2 separate regions of the Sus scrofa genome follow, and region 1 is linked to region 2. Evidence: chromatin contacts called from public Hi-C data. All regions are on one chromosome and are shown on one strand. Each heading gives the region's core, a stretch centred on a gene start, on an enhancer-like site or on the middle of the called end of the contact. The rest is flanking DNA. Distances are from core to core; before and after follow the strand shown.

Evidence for each region. A called contact is a pair of places that touch in the nucleus more often than the background predicts.
Region 1: a contact with region 2 is called in a Hi-C map of liver, with 3 times the contacts expected there. The contact joins the promoter of COQ4 here to the promoter of NAIF1 in region 2. A contact is called at or near these places in 1 of 47 Hi-C or Micro-C datasets (liver) and 1 of 2 datasets of contacts at active chromatin or transcription factors (alveolar macrophages).

What each region holds. Positions count from the first base shown.
Region 1 is chr1:268,754,489-268,759,576 of Sscrofa11.1, reverse strand. COQ4 (ubiquinone biosynthesis protein COQ4 homolog, mitochondrial) reads right to left here and starts at 2,887. Exons shown (of 7, transcript XM_001928334.4): 1 at 2,535-2,887; 2 at 2,327-2,458; 3 at 901-997; 4 at 1-101. The coding sequence starts at 2,604. TRUB2 (probable tRNA pseudouridine synthase 2) reads left to right here and starts at 1,806. Exons shown (of 9, transcript XM_021069594.1): 1 at 1,806-2,269; 2 at 2,853-3,171; 3 at 3,546-3,677. The coding sequence starts at 3,009.
Region 2 is chr1:268,530,036-268,535,617 of Sscrofa11.1, reverse strand. NAIF1 (nuclear apoptosis-inducing factor 1) reads left to right here and starts at 4,090. Exons shown (of 5, transcript XM_003480616.4): 1 at 4,090-5,412; 2 at 5,415-5,564. The coding sequence starts at 5,055. SLC25A25 (solute carrier family 25 member 25) reads right to left here and starts at 3,866. Exons shown (of 11, transcript NM_001164510.1): 1 at 3,745-3,866; 2 at 3,613-3,742. The coding sequence starts at 3,866.

The DNA.
Region 1 (5,088 bases), core at 1,638-4,137, 230 kb before region 2:
TCACATCCAGGAAACGGAGATACTCGCAGCCAAAGGAGCCCTCAGGCAGGCTTCGGAGCTTCTCCAGGTCAAGGGTGGACATCGAGATCCGGGGACGCTCCCTGTGAGGCAGAAGGCAGGACTCAGGTATTGGGTTTTTTTTTGTTTTTTTTTTTGCTTTTTAGGGCTGCACTGGAGGCATATGGAGGTTCCCAGGCTAAGGGTTGAATTGGAATCAGAGCTGCAGCTGCCAGCCTACATCACAGCCACAGCCATGAGGGATCCGAGGCATATCTGAAGCTACACCACAGCTCATGGCAACGCTGGATCCTTAACCCACTGAGCAAGGGCAGGGATCAAACCCGAAACCCCATGGACACTAGTCAGGGTCATTACTGCTGAGCCACACGGGAACTCCAGGACTCAGGCGTTGGGAGGGCACCAGCAGGGGCAGGTGAAAGGTCTGGTGAGAGATGAAGGGACAGAGGGCAGCAATGGGACCACACGTCCTAATGGAGCACCTACTACTGACCAGGCCGGTGGCCGGGACGGGGGAAGACTACCACGAGCTAAGGCCATGGTTCCTGCTGGGGGGCACAAGGCAGCTAAAGAGGCCTCAGATGGGATCAGGGTATTCACAAAAGGCACTGAGGGAGGGGATGGCGGGCAGTATGTGTTAACAGACCTCCGTGAAGGCACAAGAGCCCTGTTGCTGGAACTAGGCTGAGGCCATCGTATTGCATCACCCAAGGGTCAACACAGTGTCTATGTGAGTGGTGCCTATGGATTCGGGCAGTGCCCACGGCCACCACTCACGGCCAGGGTATCAAGAAGAGCTCCCCAGAGGAACACAATGCAAGTCCAGACAGACGGGAAGCGCCAAAGAATGCCCTCAATCCCCCAGGCAGAGCTGGGACCTACTGCAGGATCTGGGCACCCTCTGGATCCCTCTTCATCTGGTCCCTGAGGAACTTCAGGGTTCGGCGTCCTGTGGTCTCTCCTAGAACTGCAACCATGTCTGAAAGGAAAGAAATGGGGACACGTGGAGGATGTGATCTTCGGTGGATCGCCTGACCTGGTCTGAGCCTCAATTTCCTACATGAGCAAACAGAATATCTACCTCTAAGTTATAAAGATTCAAGTTAAACATGTAGTGAAGCGCTGGGCACACAGTAAAAGCTCAATATAGTTATGACTGTTATTCATCTGATGGGGGAGGTGGCTCTGGTGAGCACAGTGCTCTGACAAATTTATGAATCACTTTCACATCCATCATTACAACAGAATATCATGTCTCCACGGACAGGGGCCGACTTTGGTATCACAGAGTGCTAGGTTCGACCCCAGCTACAATCACTGTCTAGAGGACCTTGTGCAAACTGCTTCACATTTTTGACCCTCAGTGTCCTAACTTGGAAGTGCAGATAACATCTTTCTTATAGGGTCAATATGAAAAATCAAGAACATCACGTATATAAAACACTGAGCAATGAGCAACCAAAATAAGGGCTTAATGAGCAATTACCATTTTTTTTTTTTTTTTTTTTTTTTTTTTAGGGCCATACCCACAGCATATGGAGGGTCCCAGGCTAGGGGCTGAATTGGAGCCACAGCTGCTGGCCTACACCACAGCTCACAGCAATGCGGGATCCTTAACCCACTGAGCAAGGTCAGGGATCGAACCTGCGTCCTCATGGATCCTAGTCAGATTCGTTACCGCCGTTAACCGCTGAGACACAACGGGAACTCCCAGCATTATTGTTTTTACTAGCAGGAGTAACAGAATTTTCCAGACTTAGAAATCCTGGAGGGGATGAGAAAGGCAGTGTAGGATCCAAGAATGTTCTAGTCAAATGTCTAGCAAGCACTTACGGAGCATTTATTATGTCCCGTGCCCTATCCAAAATGCTACCACTCCAGTGGAGCAGGGTAGTTATGGTTCCCGACCTCATAAAGTTTAATTTCTAAAGGGACGTTATACTTTTACGGGCATAAATCATCTAGCCCAGAGATCCTCAGTGTGGCTGGATGACAGAATCTCCCGGGAAGCAGTTTAAAAAGGCAGAGGCTCAGATTCCACGCCCCTTCCTGCCTCCCTTCCCCACTCCCACAAGATTCGAATTGAGTAAGTTTTAGGGTGGGATCCAGGCATCCGCATTTTATGAATACTGCAAGTGACTGTGAGGTGCAGCTTGGTCTGGGTACCCTGGCCTTGTCTTGTTTCCAGTTACCCAAAGGAAACGGAGGTTTTGACAGTGGCAGGGACCTCCCCGGGACTTCCAAGGCAAGGGTGAGCCTCCCCCCTCCCCCGCCCTCCCAAGAGAACGCCAGGCGCGGGCAGCCTTACCGTGGCGATAAGGGTCGTAGAGGGCCATTACGGCAGAGCCCGCGGCCAACAGCGCCTTCTGCAGCAGGGAAGTGGGGATGTGTTCGGGGTAGAGGAGGCCGGTGCCATGGCTCGTGGCACGAAGGGGCACATCTGCGAGGCAAGAAAAAGGCCGCGCGGTCAAAAGAGCCGGGGGACGCCAGCACGCCGACCAGCCCCCGCCACTTGCCTGCAGCCGGCTGCCCGCGGCCTTGGAAGGCGCGGAGGGGGCGCAGGGCCCCGCGCAGCAGCGTCGCCATGGCAGCGGGTACAGTCGGACGTCCGCGGGAGGATGGGAAGGGCAAGGCCAATGCCCCAGACTTCCCCGACGACGGCGCGCCGGAGAAGTCAAAAGGGCTCGATTCCTACGGCGCGGAGTAGGGTTTTTTTTTGCGGGAGGGGGGAAAGAGCACGGACAGGAAAGGTCTCTATCTCTAAGTATGAAGAAACCCAGGCAATCTAATTCCAAGGATATAAAATTCTCCCCATTTCACCTTGCCCCCCAAAGTGTCTCTAAGGAAGCCCGCCTGGCTTTGGGGTTCAGTGTCGGACCGTACTTTGTTCACCGCAGCACGTTTTCCCCGAGGACAGAAAGACGAGAACCTCTTCCGGCTGCGAAACATGGCAGCGTCCTCTGGAAGGACTCTATTTGGGGAGGGACCATATGGCATTTCCGCCGGGTGCCGCTGTCCTGCGAGCCCCAGACGCGGGCTCCGGGATGGGGTCAGCCGGCCTGGCGCGGCTGCATGGGCTCTTTGCCGCCTACAAGCCCCCGGGGCTAAAATGGAAGCATCTACGGGATACGGTGGAGCTGCAGCTTTTGAAAGGTGAGTGCATCGAGCCAGTCTTAACGATCCCCTTCCCATTTCCCTCGGAGTCTATTTCCGCTTCTGATCCTTGCGGGTAAAGTCAGTCATGTGACCTCGTCGCCTGGGCGGCTGCCTTTTCCTGATCGTCTGTCGTATGCACTCTGTTTGTTGTTCCTCTCTTTCCCCGGTGTTCAGATGGGTAAACAGACTCTATTTTTAGTTGTCATAAGTAGTAGAGTCAATATTTGACTCCAATTCTTGTTCCTAATTGCTACTGATCTCTGCACCCGTGGACTTGGAACTGTCTTATGCATCCCCGTGTTTTCCTGTCCCGCCCACCCCTGGGTGTCCACACGGAATTGATGAGATGCTATTTACATGTGTGTGCTCAGGTCTCAATGCTGGGAAGCCTCCTGCTCCTGAACAGCGTGTTCGCTTCCTGCTGGGTCCGGTGGAAGGCAGTGAAGAGAAGGAGCTGACCCTCACAGCCACCACTGTGCCCTCCCTCATCAACCATCCTCTGGGTAAAGCACATTTAGGAAGGGGCCTGGGTGTCACTTCCCAGGAAATCCCTGCTCAGAATCAGTGTCCTAGCCAGTGCTCAGACTCTTACTGTCCCGAACCAGTGTAGGGTGGCAGTGGGGATGAAGTATTTGACCAGAGATTGGCAAAGTTTCCTAAAAAGGGCCAGATAGTCAATATTTTAGGCTTTGCAGGTTCACCTCTGCCATTGTAGTGCAGAAGTAGCTATAGATAGTATGTAAAGCAGCGAGCCTGAGTGTATTCCAAATAAAGCTTTACTTATGGACACAGACATTTTCTTTTTAATTAAATTTTTTTTTTTCCTGCTTTTTAGAGCCACACCTGCAGCATCTGGAAGCTCCCAGACTAGGGGGTGAATTGGAGCTTCAGCTGCCCGCCTATGCCATAGCCCCAGCAATGCCAGATCTGAGCTGTGTCTGTGACCTACATCACAGCTTACAGCAACTCCGGATCCCTTAATCCACTGAGCAGAGTCAGGGATTGAACCCACATCCACATGGATGCTAGTCAGTTTTGTCAGCATTGAGCCACAGGGGGACTCCCTTCTTGGTTTTTTGTTTGTTTGTTTGTTTGTTTTGAATCATTGAAAAATGTAAAAACCGGTTTAAATGGTAGGCCGTGAAAACCCCAGGACTGGGGATGTGACCTGTGGACTGTAGCTTGCTGGCCCCTTTGTTATCCTGGGACTCCAGGTAGGGATCGAGGCCCTCAGGTAGAACTCCTGTGCAGGGCGTTTTGGGCTCCTGTGAAAGAGTGACATTTTAGTCAATATAGCTGCCCAACAGTAGAACTAGTTCTGAAAATGAACCCCCCCCCCGCTCCACTAGGTGTGATTCAGGCATGCATTGGGAAGGCTAAGGAACTTGACCAGGGACCTCTAGGACCCTTGGACAGAAATATAGTCACTCCACAGTATAATAACAATAAGTATGATGGGTCGAGGACTTATTTTGTATTATACTGTGTTAAGCTTTTCCCAACTACTGCCTTACTGAATCCTAGGAGATGGGGTCTAGTCCCGTTGCACAAATGAGAAAACTGAGGCTCCATGGGAATTTTTTGCTTGCTTGCTTGTTTGTTTTGGCCATGCCCCAGGCATGTGGAAGTTCCCAGGGCAGGGGTCAAACCCGCACCACAGCTATAACTGGAGCCACAGCAGTGACAACACCAGATCCTTAACCCACTGAGCCATGAGGGAACTCTGGGCTCTGTGTTGACATTATGTCATGTACCCTGGATTTGGTAGGCTCCTTTTTTTTTTTTTTTTTTTTTTCCCCCTTTGCTTTTTAGGGCTACACTTGCAGCATATGGACGTTCCCAGGCTAGGGGTCTAATTGGAGCTACAGCTGCCGGCCTACACCTCAGCCATAGCAACAGGATCCCCAGCTGCAT
Region 2 (5,582 bases), core at 2,841-5,340:
AATAGCCATTTTCCTTTTTCTGATGGGTCACTATATTATACACCAAATTATGTTTACCCCTTGTCCATGGGAAAGGCTCTTTCTTCTGTAGACCCTCGTATCTAGGTCCAGCTATTGCGGTAAATACTTGCCCCACGAATGGCCAAACATTGAAAAGGTATAGAGTTCAACAGTGCCGTCCGATTAGCAATACCAACGTGACATCAATGACTTCCATTCAATTATTTCAAGTCACAGAGACTGGCTCCTGGACCTACTGCTCCATCAAGGAGATAATTAGGACAGGACCCATTCTCATTTTGACAGGCTAATCTCTGGATAATCGGGATACCTATTTCGGGAATAGATGTGGTTCTAAACGGGAACTCTCCCGAAAGCCCAGTTTGTGATGCTCAAACCGGATGGTGCATATGCAAGTGTCTGAATCAGCAAACTCAAGCATCTCATCTTTCAGAATCCCCACCAGCATCAAACCCGGCCCCTTAAGAGAGCTCGACAAGCCTCAGCTAAAGGAAGAACTGTTGACAGGTAACGCAGCTTGTGTTCTTTCTCTAAGTGGCTGCTCAGTTCTAACCTATGTTTTAATTTGTTTGCAGGCAGAGATTTTTATTTACCCACATGAAAATGCCTAAAATAGGCAGTGCTATAATTAGCTCTAGCGAGGTCACTTCCCAAAGTTGTTACTGTTTTTGTCATGTCTTTCTCTGTCTTTAATAAACTCTTCCCTTCTTTGTCCAGAACAGGCTTCTGGCTCACATGTCTTTTACTGTAAAGAAAAGTCCCTGGCTGCCTGCCATCAGTTTCTCTCCCACTGCCATTTTAAATAAAGCTTCCCTGATGGTCCCAATTTCTTCTAAAACCAAAGCAGATGCCAAAAACTGCCGGTTCATGTCTCAAGAAAGCTTGACCCAACGGTAGTAAGCTAGACTTTGTGCAGTCACGAGGCCTGGGTTTACCCATCACCCACTGATAAGCACTCACAAACCCTAGCATCTCAGACCGGTCCTGGGGGGGTGGGGATGGGGGGTGGTCACACCAAGCAGCTGCCAAAGGTTGAGGTTGTGTTTTTCAATGCCTATTCCCATGGCAGATAAACCCATTTTGAACGGAGGGCCCCAAATTCTCTTTGACTTTGCTGGTTCTGCAAAATTACATTACTTTTTCTGCATTAGCTAATACTGATACTATTTGCAGCAGGAAGTGGTATGGAGGGTTCACAAGCCAGGCTGTCTTCCTGTCGCCCAGCTATTTACAAAAAGGCAGGTTCTTTCTCTAATACTTCTTTTTTTTTTTTTTTTTTTTTCTTTTCTGGCTGCCCCAGGGCATATGGAGTTCCTGGGCCAGGGATCAGATCTGAGGCCCAGTTGTGACCTAAGCCGCAGCTGCGGCATCAAGGATCCTTAACCCATTGTTGTCAGGAGGGGGGGGAGGTCGAACTTGCACCGATTCTGTTAGGCCACATTGGGAACTCTGTCTTTCTCTACTACTTAAAGCATTCGTCACAGGACTAGCTCTTGGGCTCCTTCGCAGGGAGTAAATGAATCAAATGGATTCTCCCCAATCTCTCAAAGCTGTATAATTTCACATTCACAAGCTGAAGGAGTTGTAGAAATAGTCAGAGTCCATATTAAAGCCACACACCAGATGATAGAACTTAGCCACAGAGTTAAAGATTTTAGAGCCAATGTGGCCCCAAGAGGCTAGGCTCCCTTTGGTTAATCCAAAAGGTTTCCTTTCAACCTTGGAAAGGAAAACCACCACTTCTCCCTATTTGCCCTTAGACACTTACTGCCAAAAACAAAACCCAAAAACTGGATTTGGACCAGTATCAAATGTGCCATGGAGGGAGTTCCCATTGTGGCGCAGCAGAAATGAATCTGACTCGTAACCATGAGGTTGCGGGTTCGATCCCTGGCCTCGCTCAGTGGGTTAAGGATTCAGCGTTGCGGTGGCTATGGTATAGCCTGGAAGCTACAGTTCTGATGCTACCCCTAACTTGGGAATCTCCATATGCCGCGGGCGAGGCCCTAAAGAACCAACAAAACAAACAAAACAGAAAACCAAATGTGTCATGGATCGAGGGAACACTGGAACACCAGATGAGGCACAAAGCATGGTGTATACACTCCTGAAGCCAGATGCACAGATGTGCCCGGTGGCAAGGTGGCAAACACCAGGTGGCCACATTCATGAAAGCAGTAAGGGTCACCCAGGCACAGGCACACACCTCCCTCAGCCAAAAGGCACAGGCCCTCTGAGTTTAGCCATCCTGTCTTTCCAAGTGACTTACTCATCAGTTATGGATTGGAAAATATCCAGCTCACAACAACATTCTGCATAAAACTTGTGTTCGAAGATTTTTTCTGTTTTTTTTTTTTTAAACTTGTCTCTCTGCTCCCGGACTTAACCCAGTGATTCTCTCTTGCACAGGGTTACCCTTGGTCTCCTAGGCTGATCCTGAGTAGGTTATACATCTTGGATGTTGAGCCAAGATATTTTGGACATGAGTTTAAAACACTTCACGTTAAACTACCCAGTCCATAAATTGGTTGAATTCACAGGGATTGGACCAGATGTTTCCCCACTCTTAGCTCTGAGAGATTCTCTAATTGCGCTGTGTATAAACAGACCAAAGGAACAAACTTCGAAGAGAAACAGGTTACTAGGTAAAGGGCTCATTAGTTTTCCTCCAGGTTTATAAATCGGGCTAAGCCATAATAGATGAACCATGTGGAAAAGGACAGCCACAGCTACAAAGTCAGATGGAGAAACATACCATGAGAGACAGAAGGGAGAGAAACAGCCTCTGCTTGAGGTTTTTAATACTGAAAGGACAGCACTTCTTGTCTGCCCTTCCTCCTTGGCTGGGAGCCTATTGGAGGACAAGAGTAACAATACCCCCTCCTGGGTGGGTCACACTTTCACTTTTAGGAAGGATTTCCCCCTAATTCTTTCATTCTAATCTGCAACCCTGTAAGAGATCACAATTCCATCTTCTGAATCAGCGTGTCCACGGGATGGCTCTAACTCCTGAGAATCATCAGTTCTCAACACCCCCAGATTCATCAGAAACCCCAGTTTCTTTTTTTTTTTCTAACTTCCACATGCTTCTGAGAGGAACCAGATCAGGGCCCACAGGCGGCATGGAAGGGAGCGGGAGAGGCGAGTGAGGGGTGTCCCTGGAGGAGGATGGATGAAACCATTAATGAAGGGTAGAGGGGAGCATCAAAGCTTACTCTTGAGGTCAGAAGGTGACATAAGGCAAACTTTTGAGATTTGACCTTCTACTTTGGGGAAAGCCCGACCAGAAAGGGGCTTTTCTACCATCAGAATGTCCAGAGAGTGCCCACCTGTAGCCAGGAGAGCCTTTCCTCCTGGCCCAAGAGCCCACAGAGGTCAAGAAGGAGCTCCACTCCCACCAGAAAATGGGGTGCCATCTGTCACCAGGGGGTCCCAGCCCACCCGAGAGGTCATCCACCAAGACAACCAAGCTCCAAGGGATTGCCCAAGAAGGCGATGGTGCAGACCAGACCTGTCACCTGGACCTCCCGAAGGTGCTGGGGAACGAAGGGAGTCCCCTCCCCGCCCACGCGGACAGAGCTCATTGCCTACCTGGAGCTCGCCCTCAGTGCGGTGCAGTCCCAGGCGCCGAAGCCCCACTGCTAAGTCGTTGACACACAAGCCGCCGTCGCGGTTGACGTCGAGAGTCTGGAAGAGGCTCCACAGGCGCAGCTGGTGGTCCGGCCCCCGCAGACGGCGCCGCCGCACGGGTCTACAGACGCCGGCGACGAGGCGGACGAAGAGGCGGTGGCGGCGGCGTCCGGCGGCGGGGAAGCCACGCAGCGGCACAACACACTGCTCACCATCGGGCGCGAGGCAAGGGCAACGGGCCGGCGGGGAGAGCACGAAAGATACGCGGGTGTCCCCAGACACTGAGCGCGGGCTCAGGGATGCCGGCAAGCTGGCCGGATGGGCGGCTTCCGGGAGCCCGGCCCCGCCTCTTGCCGCCTGGATGGTCACGCCCCTAGGCACGACGCCCGCCACTCATAGACCGGACGGCCACCTAGAGAGGCGGAGCCTCCCCAAGAACTGCCCACGCGGCCCTGGACTTACCCAGATCAATGGAGAGGGCGGGCGATCTCTGCTCAGCCAGGGGCCGATTCAAACTGAGGGAGGTGGGGATTGGCTGGGTCCGGCCGAGAGAGGAAGTCACGCTGTGATAGGCACAAGTCTTGTGATTGGCAGGCAGAAGGCCCCGTGTCATATTTCCATTGAGAAACGTGGTTTAGATGAAGGAATCGTAAAGATTGGAGGAGCTGTCCTATTCGTAGAGATTGTAATATCCGGTGAGAAGTAGGATTTACGTGAGGAGCAACTGTGAGATGCGCTTGCAAGGCAGAATTTGCGCACCTGGATGGAATTAAAAATTAATTGGCCAACATCTCAGGCCGCAAGCACTAGAGATCCTCAGGAGGCCGAGTTTTGGTAATCTAACTCCCTAAACCACAAATAAAAGAGCTGAATTTAACGGCGCAAAACTCGTAAAACTGATGATTGAACGACATGACTATTTTCCAATGGAAATGAATTAAGGCTAGGTTGGGTGGCGCGCTCCGTAGCGACAGACACGCCTTTAGACCAATCATCAGGCCAATTTCAGTAAATAGGCGGGCCCTTGGTTGAATGACAGATGGAAAGAACCAGTGAGCGACGTAATCTGTGAGCCTCGGCCAACCGGGAGGGTGGGTCCCCTGGAGAAGCTCTGGGAGGCGGGAAGAGGGGAAGTGGGCGGATCTCCGCACATCCCGGCGGAAGAGGCAGATTCAGGAAGCCATTACGCAGCTGGCTGGCAGCGGCTGAGCGAGTCGGAGCTGGGCCCTACGCAGTTTGCGTAACGAGGGGGGTTACCAAAGGCCTGGTGCTTGGCCTTGGACAAGCCCAGCCTATCCTCTGTAGGAGGGGGTGGGTGAGGAGCGAGGCTAAGGGAGAAGAGAAGGGGAATTTGGGCGGGTAGGGGATTATAATTTATTTAAAAGGCGGGGTGGGGAGAGGCCATGGCTGTCCCAGCCAAGAAGAGGAAGATGAACTTCTCTGAGCGAGAGGTGGAGATCATCGTGGAGGAGTTGGAATTGAAGAAGCACCTGCTGGTGAACCACTTCAACGCCGGGGTCCCTCTGGCTGCCAAGAGCGCAGCGTGGCATGGCATCCTGAGAAGGGTCAATGCCGTGGCCACCTGCCGCAGGGAGCTGCCCGAGGTCAAGAAAAAGTGGTCTGATCTCAAGACCGAGGTCCGTCGCAAGGTTGCCCAGGTCCGGGCGGCTGTGGAGGGTGGTGAGGCCCCAGGGCCCACTGAGGACGACGGAGCCGGTGGGCCTGGGACAGGTGGTGGCAGTGGCGGTGGTGGCCCAGCTGTAGCCCCGTACTGCTCACCCCCATGCAACAACGCATCTGCAACCTCCTGGGCGAGGCCACCATCATCAGCCTGCCCAGTACCACAGAGATCCACCCCGTGGCCCTTGGACCCACAGCCACTGCAGCCGCAGCCACAGTCACCCTGACACAGAGTGAGTGACCTCTCCCGC